3 separate regions of the Mus musculus genome follow, and all the other regions are linked to region 2. A link is a contact called in public HiChIP or PLAC-seq and promoter capture Hi-C data. All regions are on one chromosome and are shown on one strand. Each heading gives the region's core, a stretch centred on a gene start, on an enhancer-like site or on the middle of the called end of the contact. The rest is flanking DNA. Distances are from core to core; before and after follow the strand shown. Region 1 overlaps Irak2 (interleukin-1 receptor-associated kinase 2). Region 2 holds the start of Ogg1 (8-oxoguanine DNA-glycosylase 1). Region 3 holds the start of Irak2 (interleukin-1 receptor-associated kinase 2).

Region 1 (2,700 bases), core at 190-2,689, 350 kb before region 2:
CATTGCTCTCTTCAGACACCCCAGAAGAGGGCATCAGACCCACCATTGCATGGTGGGTTGTGAGCCACCACGTGGTTGCTGTGAACTGAACTCAGGACCTCTGGAAGAGCAGTCAGTGCTCTTAACCACTGAGCCATCTCTCCAGCCCGCCCTCTCACCTCTTAACATTGCTGTGGATGATGTCCAGGCTATGCAGGTGCTCCACGGCTAGAAGCAGCCCTGAGCAGATGCTGGCCCGCTGTGGCCAGGGCAGCATGTCTGAGTTGCCCTAAGAGAAAGAGAAGGTATAAAAAGGGTCACTCCTGAACCATCCTAAAGTCTTTATAGTCTGTTCTCGGACTGCTTCGAACCCATCCTTGGTCACGGGGCTCAGCCAGTGTGATGTACTACCTTGAGGTGATTATTATTATTATTATTATTATTATTATTATTATTATTATTTTGTTTGTTTTGTTTTTCGAGACAGGGTTTCTCTGTTTAGCCCTGGCTGTCCTCAAACTCAGAAATCCGCCTGCCTCTGCCTCCCGAGTGCTGGGATTAAAGGCGTGCGCCACCACGCCCGGCTGAGGTGATATTATTTGTATCAAACAGAGCTACTTGAAATTCCAAGATCAGACACACTCCTGCTGTGTGACTTTGGGAAGACGCTTGAAGCCTCTGAGCTTTTGTCTCCTTGGATATGAAATGGACCGGAAGTCCTGGATTTGATCTTAGCATTATAAAGACTAGGAGAGCAGTTGGGGACAGAGTTCAGTTTAAGCTGTCTGCTCCTATCCAGGTCCTGGACTTCATTCCCCAGCGCTGCACAAACCAGGCATGGTAGCACATGCTTGTACTCCTAGCACTCAGGAAGTAAAGACAGGAGGACCAGAACTTCAAGGTCACTGTCTACCATATAGCAAGTTTGAGGCTAACCTGGCTACTGGTGATCTTGTCCTCCCCCCCCCAAAAAAAATCATAAATAAAAATAAAATGAAATAAAGGATACATTGATATCTATATTGAAGCTTTTATAAGCTTTCAAAAAAGTTTACACTCTTTGAAGTCCTTAACTTGACTCCTAGGCAAGAGCTATCTGTTCCGTCCTGTGACTACAGCCACTGGTTTACCTGAGCCCAGAGTCTGTCGTGCAGAGAGCCATTTGCCATGTAGGGGTAGATGAGGCTGTGGAACTGTCTTCCAGTGCAGAAACCCAGCAGAGGTAGGACGTTCGCGTGGCAGCATCTGAACCCAGCACAAGTGCACAGTCAGGCATGAAAGAGCAAGAGCCACAGGCAGACCCCACTTCCTGGCTCAGACCACCCGCTACCTCCCAGCCGCCACAGGCTCTGGTCCCTGGTGGCCTCACCCTATTTCCCTGCTGTGCAGTCTGGCACCATCCCCAACCCACTTCTGGGAAAAGGCTGAAAGATGAAGAACCTGCTAGAGGCCACCACACCCGCCTCAGGGTTATGAGTCACCTTTCTCCTCTTGGCTCTCCTCATGACTCTAGCCACATCTCATGCTCCACATGTGAACCATCCACGTGTCTACCTGGGAAAGGACACTTCTCTTCTGCCTCCCAGAAACCTCTTGCCTCATTAATCACCACCCACTGTTTTTGTTTTGTTTTGTTTTTTTTTAAGATCTATTTATTTGTGTCATGTATGTGAGTACACTGTTGCTGTCTTCAGACACACCAGAAGAGGGCATGGGATCCCATTACAGATGGTGATGAGCCACCATGTGGTTGCTGGGAATTGAACTCAGGACCTCTAGAAGCACAGTCAGTGCTCTTAACCACTGAGCCATCTCTCCAGCCCCATCACACAGTCGTTACACACAGTTTTCCATCTCCTTCTTGTGGCCACAGCCCAGGCTACCTCGAAGGGCAACTACAGATGGCCTTGTGCCAGGTCATGCTGCGTTCCCGTGCCCTACTTCACACCTGTCTCATTCACTAGCTTTGCACGCCTGTCCGTCCTGCATGCACTAGGAGGCAGGAGCTACTTGGTTTCAAGTGAGCTCTCCCTCTAACCTGGTATAGCCTGGGCTACTAAACTAATGAGTGGAGGAATAGCCACTGAGCCTATCTATGAGAACACAGAGTTGAAGCAAGGGCACATGTCTGATCTCCATTGAATGAGTGTCTACATGTTTACACTCATGTGTGTTATCTCCTATGAAGAAGGCATTTAGAAATGACAAACTAGCTAGGTATGGTGACAAAGCTAGGACATGTCTCAGTCCCTGACTGTCCTCGTCCCTCCCCAAGCTCCCGTCAGCTCTGGGATGGGAAGCCTTTGGTGTGCAGCCTTCCTGCCTCAGCATTTCAAGTGCTGGGGTGACAAGACCACACCTCGCAGCAGTGAACAGATTGGAGGCTTTCTTACTTTACCCCTGTAATATTGGGGGGTGGGGCAGTGGGATGGGGAGTTGCTAGGACTAGAACTCAGGGCCTTATCTGTGCTTGACTACATCTCCAGCCAGCTTGTAGAATAAAGAGTGAGTTAGAAAACATGTGTTCTCCACAAACTGTAGACTACAGCAAGTGCCCTACTGTGTGTTCAGCCCAGAAGGAGTCATAGACACTGTGAACACTGGAAAACACAGCCGTATACCAATAAAACTTTATTTTATGTCATCTTGTATCCATGGACCATGAGCTATCCTTTAGATTTGTTTCAACCATTTTAAAATATAATAAAAGCCAGGCCAACT
Region 2 (2,700 bases), core at 113-2,612:
ATCGTTACCCATCTTGAACTCGTTAAGGTCCTTTCTGTTTTACAAATGTCCCACCTGTAAACTGACTAATTAGTTATAAATAAAAGTGGTATGTCTTCTTTCTTTTTCTTTCTTTCTTTTCTTTCTTTTTCCCCGAGACAGGGTTTCTCTGTGTAGCCCTGGCTGACCTGGAACTCACTCTGTAGACCAGGCTGGCCTCAAACTCAGAAATCTGCCTGCCTCTGCCTGCCAAGTGCTGGGATTAAAGGCATGTGCCACCACTGCCCGGCTAGTTTTCTTTCTTTCTTTCTTTTTTAAGATTTATTTATTTATTTATTTATTTATATGTAAGGACACTGTCCCTGTCTTCAGACACACCAGAACAGGGCATCAGATCTCATTATGGATGGTTGTGAGCCACCATATGGTTGCTTGGAATTAAACTCAGGACCTCCAAAAGAGCAGTCAGTGCTCTTAACCACTGAGCCATCTCTCCAGCCGCCCCCCCCCCCCCCCCCGCTAGTTTTCATCTTTTTGTTTGTTTGTTTTTTCGAGACAGGGTTTCTCTGTATAGCCCTGGCTGTCCTGGAACTCACTTTGTAGACCAGGCTGGCCTCAAACTCAGAAATCCACCTGCCTCTGCCTCCCGAGTGCTGGGATTAAAGGCGTGTGCCACCACCCCCGGTGTAGTTTTCATCTTAAAAATAAAAAAGAAGCGGTACTGGGGATTGAACCAAGAGCCAAGTGCGTGAAAAGCAAGCACTCTTATTACTGAGTGCATCCCTCAGCTTCCCCCACTGATTTTTATTGCATGGTCCTCATAATCCTGCACAGTCATCACCTCTACTTCCTAAAGAAGGTTAAAAGGCAAACCACCGGTGCTTAGACTCCAAAATGTACTCTCATCTATTGCTCCCAACATTCTCTGTATCCCGAGTGGGCAGCACTGAGAAGTCAACATCCTAGGGAACAGTCCTCCCAAGTGCAGTCACTCACCGGAAGGACTGTCCAGAAGCTAAAACCAAGTCCAGACGCAGCTCAGAGCGTGGACACGGGATAGAGGCCCAGAGGGCCGGGCTGGAGCTTAGGGTGCGATGTCTCATGCTGCTAGGCAGCCAGGAACGGAATAACATTCGGCTAGCAGCCCCAGCCCATTACGGCACTGTCCAATCAGAACTCGACTTTCCCAAGTCCTAAAGCCTCGCACACAAGTGACCACACACACCGGGAGTGTAGCACCGTGGGTCCTAGCTTATGGGTCCGGTGTAATTTTAATTTGAGTCCCTGTTGAATGAATTTCCCTCTCCTCGTAGGAAAGCCTCTCGCACACCACCAAACCCCTAAACGCCCCACTCCGCTCTCCCGTGCAGCACGCCCCGCCTCTTCCTCCGGACGTGGCCCCGCCCCCAGGACCTCCCGGCGCGCGCCTCCTCCTCCTGCGCAGCCCTCGAGGTTTGGAAAGGCGCGCCAGTATGGTTCTTCCGGGTCCCAGTTTACTCCCACCGGAAGTAGATCCTTGCTCCCGCTTATTTGACCCTAGAGGTAGCCAATCCGAGAAGAAAGTACGAAGCACCAATGAGAACTCGGGAGTGCCGGAGTGGGCGGGCCTGTGAGGTGGGAGCGGTTGGCCTGCTGGCCTCGCTGCTTGGCGATTGGCTGCCAGAGACCCGGCTCTGCCATTTCAGGGCTTTCGGTGCAATCTCAGGGCCTGCCTGCAACTTCTCGTGCTGGCCCGCACTGGAGCCACATCATTGCGGGGCGTAGTGGTACACACCGGTCGTCCCAGAACTCGGTAGGCAGAGGCGGGAGGCACGTTTGAAGCTTAACTAGGCTGGGCTTCATGGCGAGACTCTGTCTCAAGAAATAAACCGAAAGAATCTCATCCTCCCCTGCTCAAGCCTTTCTCCACCGAGCCTCTTCTGAGGCAGTGATTTTTCAGCGCTGTCCCCTCCACGTCTTGTCAGGAGGCCCCGAATGCGCCATCTCGGGCTTCCCAGGCTTCAGAGGCCAGTCTCAGGTTTGCTCGCCCTGGCTACAGCCTGCGGCACAGCTACCCGCTCCAGTCCGAGCGTGGAGAGATGGGCTTTCTTTGGAGTTCACTCCGTCCAAATGCCAGTGTGTGGCTCTAGGCAGCCTAAGGGACCAACACAACCAGCACCAGCCACCTTGTTCCAAAAAGGACTATATCATTTATAATTTTTTAAGACAAAAAAAGAATGCTTAGGCTAAGAAATATGAACTTCAGCCGGGCAGTTATGGCGCATGACTTTAATCCCAGCACTTTGGGAGGCAGAGGCAGGCAGATTTCTGAGTTTGAGGCCAGCCTGGTCTACAGAGTGAGTTCTAGGACAGCCAGGGCAACACAGAGAAACCCTGTCTCCAAAAACAAACAAAAAAAGAAAAGAAAAAAAGAAAGAAAGAAACATGAACTTCGGACACTAGTTTGACACACTAGGGCATTTTCCATCAAGCAGAGAAATTTTCGGGTTGTGCCTAAATTATTGGACTACAGACTCAAGGGCAGGGCTGGATGCTGATTAGTGTGTGTGTGTGTGTGTCTACAGAAAGGCACAGCACACCTGCTAGAACACTATTAACCAACATCAAACAAACTGGGTCTTTTGTCTCAGTTTCATTAAGCAGTAGCTGTAAGGCTCTCAGCATCCATGTTTTACTGTGATTACCTCATCTAAAGGCATGTCACCTTACAGGTGCCTGGCA
Region 3 (2,763 bases), core at 180-2,679, 310 kb before region 2:
AAAAGGAGATTAAGTGGCAACAGTTACACTGCCTTTACCCACTGTTCCTATGTGCGTTTGACCTACAGGAATAAGGTAGCGGGGCTATTCCACACTTAGTGTATAGTGCTTTCCTGGGTTCCATCTCCAGCACCACATAAGCTGAGCCTGCAATCCCAGTATTCCAAAATGGAAGTGAGAGGGTCAGAAGTTCCAGGGCATCCAAGGCTAGCCTGAGCTACATGAGCCCCTTATTCCTTCCCACCCCACCCCCTACCCCACAAATACAAGAGATTCAAATTTATAATCCCACACTTAGGAGGCTGAGACAGGACAATGACAAATTCCAAGGCAACATGGGCTACATTAAAAAACACAACAACAAACAAACAAACAAACGAAAAACAGGTCTCAAAAGTCCAAGAACGTCACCTGGACTATGGCTCAGTGGTAGTGTGACTTTTCTAACAGGCACGAGGCCCTAGGATCAAAGTTCCCTCACTGCAGAAAAATAAATGACTAGCCAGGAATGGTGGACTACACCTTTAACTCAGTATTCCAGCAGGAGAGGCAGGTAGAGCTCTGTTAGTTCCAGGCCAGCCTGATCTACAAAGCAAGTACCAGGGCTACACTGGGTGACCCTGTCTCAAAATAATAAGAATGGAAAATATGCCACAGAATGACGACACTAAGGTAGGGAAGGTACATTCTTTGACACTATTTTATTTTATTTTATTTTATTTATTTATTTATTTTGGTCTTTTGAGACAGGGTTTCTCTGTTTAGCCCTGGCTGTCCTGGAACTCACTCTGTAGACCAGGCTGGCCTCGAACTCAGAAATCCACCTGTCTCTGCTTCCCAAGTGCTGGGATTAAAGTCGTGCGCCACCACTGCCCGGTTGACACTATTTTATTTTTACAACTGTATAAAGAATCTACCCTTGTCAGCTGCAGTTTATAGATTAAGGCAAGTTTCAGGGAAGTTAGGAGGGTGGCCCCAGATACCACAGGCTGCAAGGTAGATCACAGCCCTGGTAACAGCTCTACAAGCATACAGACAGCCAAAACTCGCCAAGAAGCTACATAGTGAGCAGACCACCCTAGGCTATAAGCAACTTCATAGGCAGCTCCAGCTCGTTCTGCAAAGTAAAGCAAAGCAGCAGCGTTCTACACAGGAATCCCCGGCCTCAGGTAACACGGGGCGGGGTGGGGGTGGGGGGGCGTGGATCTGTCTGTCTATCTCGGGTCCTGGCTCAGAGTAAGTAGTGTCACTCACCGAACTGCATCCAGTCCCACTCACTGAGCGTGTCGATATTGCGGCACAGGTCGTCCAGCACCCAGGACGGCAGCTGGTAGATGTAGCAAGCCATGGCGAGACTGCCTGGCGACTGAGCCTGTGGCGGAGGGCCGCGACTTCCCTAGTAAAGGGCGGCGCTGCCCGCGGCCCCACTGGGTAAGCGAGCAAGCTCCCCCGAGCGGCCAAGCGCGGTGTCACGCTCCACCCAAGCTATGGCCGAGAGCGGGCAAGCGAGCGCCTCCCAGTGGCATTCAGTAGCACATGCCACCCGACCCCTGGACCAGTGTCAGGAGTAGACCAAGGGCCTGGGAAAGGCATCCTACAATCCAGAGTTCCAAAGCACTCCCTGAGGCTGGCTAACTTGACCTCCACAGCCTCCTAAAATGCGCTCATATAACAGGTACTGGAGAGACTTAAGCGGAGAAAACCAAGAGATTTTGCCTTCAGTGTGGACAGAAGGAACGAATCAAACCTTGTGCTGAACAATTTAAAAGTGATCTGGGTAGGTGACACACCTGTAACCTCAGCTCTTAGGCTGGAGGACAGTCACAAGTTCGAAGCCAGTCTGGTTGCACACACACTGAGTTCCAAGGCAGGCCAAAGGGACTACAAAGTGAGACTTTTTTAAATTAAAAAGTAAACTCGCGCCGGGCGTGGTGGCGCACGCCTTTAATCCCAACACTCGGAAGGCAGAGGCAGGCGGATTTCTGAGTTCGAGGCCAGCCTGGTCTACAAAGTGAGTTCTAGGACAGCCAGGGCTACATAGACAAACCCTGTCTCGAAAAATCAAAAAAAAAAAAAAAAAAAAGTAAACTCGCAGTTGGTGGTGAACATATTTAATCCTAGCATTCAGGAGGCAGAGGCAGTAGGATCTCTGAGTTGGTGGCCAGCCTGGTCTACAGAATGAGTTCCAGAACAGCCAGGGCTACACAGAGAAACCTATCTCGGAAAAAAAAAAAAAACAATAATAAAAGGCAATAACAAATAGTTTTCATGTCAATAAAAAAATTCATATTTCGGGCTGGAGAGATGGCTCAGCATTTAAGAGCACTGTGCTTCCAGAAGTCCTGAGTTCAAATCCCAGCAACCACATGGCTCACAACCATCTGTAATGAGATCTGATGCCCTCTTCTGGGGTGTCTGAAGACAGCTACAGTGTACTTGTATATAATAAATAAATAAATCTTTTTTTTAAAAAAAGTTCCTATTTGAGGAGGTGGGGTGGAGAAGTGGTTCAGTGGTTGAGAGCCCTTACTACTTTTGGAAAAGCAGTTCCTAACACCAACGTGGCAGCTCACAAGAATCCCTATCTCTAGTTCCAAGGGATCCGATACCTTCTGACGTCCTTGGGGACCAGGCATGCACATGGTGTATAGACATACATGCAGTCAAAACACTTGTACACACAAAGTAAAATAAATTTAAAAACTTAAAGAAGTTCATTTTAGCCCTCGGTGGCTGTCTTGAAAAACAAAACAAAAACAAAAG

The links. HiChIP or PLAC-seq counts read pairs in DNA pulled down with a chosen protein or histone mark. Capture Hi-C pulls out chosen DNA fragments and counts their contacts.
Region 1: a contact with region 2 is called in a FOXA1 HiChIP or PLAC-seq map of pancreatic cancer cells. The contact joins the enhancer-like site here to the promoter of Ogg1 in region 2. A contact is called at or near these places in 2 of 39 promoter capture datasets (embryonic stem cells and fetal liver), 3 of 115 datasets of contacts at active chromatin or transcription factors (effector CD8 T cells, embryonic stem cells and pancreatic cancer cells) and 2 of 9 other capture datasets (adipose tissue and liver).
Region 3: a promoter capture Hi-C map of adipose tissue shows a contact between it and region 2. The contact joins the promoter of Irak2 here to the promoter of Ogg1 in region 2. A contact is called at or near these places in 1 of 39 promoter capture datasets (erythroid cells), 1 of 115 datasets of contacts at active chromatin or transcription factors (pancreatic cancer cells) and 2 of 9 other capture datasets (adipose tissue and liver).

What each region holds. Positions count from the first base shown.
Region 1 is chr6:113,674,155-113,676,854 of GRCm38.p6, reverse strand. It overlaps Irak2 (interleukin-1 receptor-associated kinase 2), which reads right to left. Exons shown (of 13, transcript NM_172161.4): 7 at 1,110-1,224; 8 at 159-268. Among named protein-coding and RNA genes, the nearest start is that of Tatdn2, 22 kb to the left of the region's middle. Within about 2 kb of position 1,439, at least 63 of the 459 cell types and tissues checked have an H3K27ac peak or open chromatin away from gene starts, as enhancers often do. A contact at or near this core is called in pancreatic cancer cells, where this site is marked.
Region 2 is chr6:113,325,638-113,328,337 of GRCm38.p6, reverse strand. Ogg1 (8-oxoguanine DNA-glycosylase 1) reads right to left here and starts at 1,362. Exons shown (of 7, transcript NM_010957.4): 1 at 976-1,362. The coding sequence starts at 1,112.
Region 3 is chr6:113,637,133-113,639,895 of GRCm38.p6, reverse strand. Irak2 (interleukin-1 receptor-associated kinase 2) reads right to left here and starts at 1,429. Exons shown (of 13, transcript NM_172161.4): 1 at 1,255-1,429. The coding sequence starts at 1,348.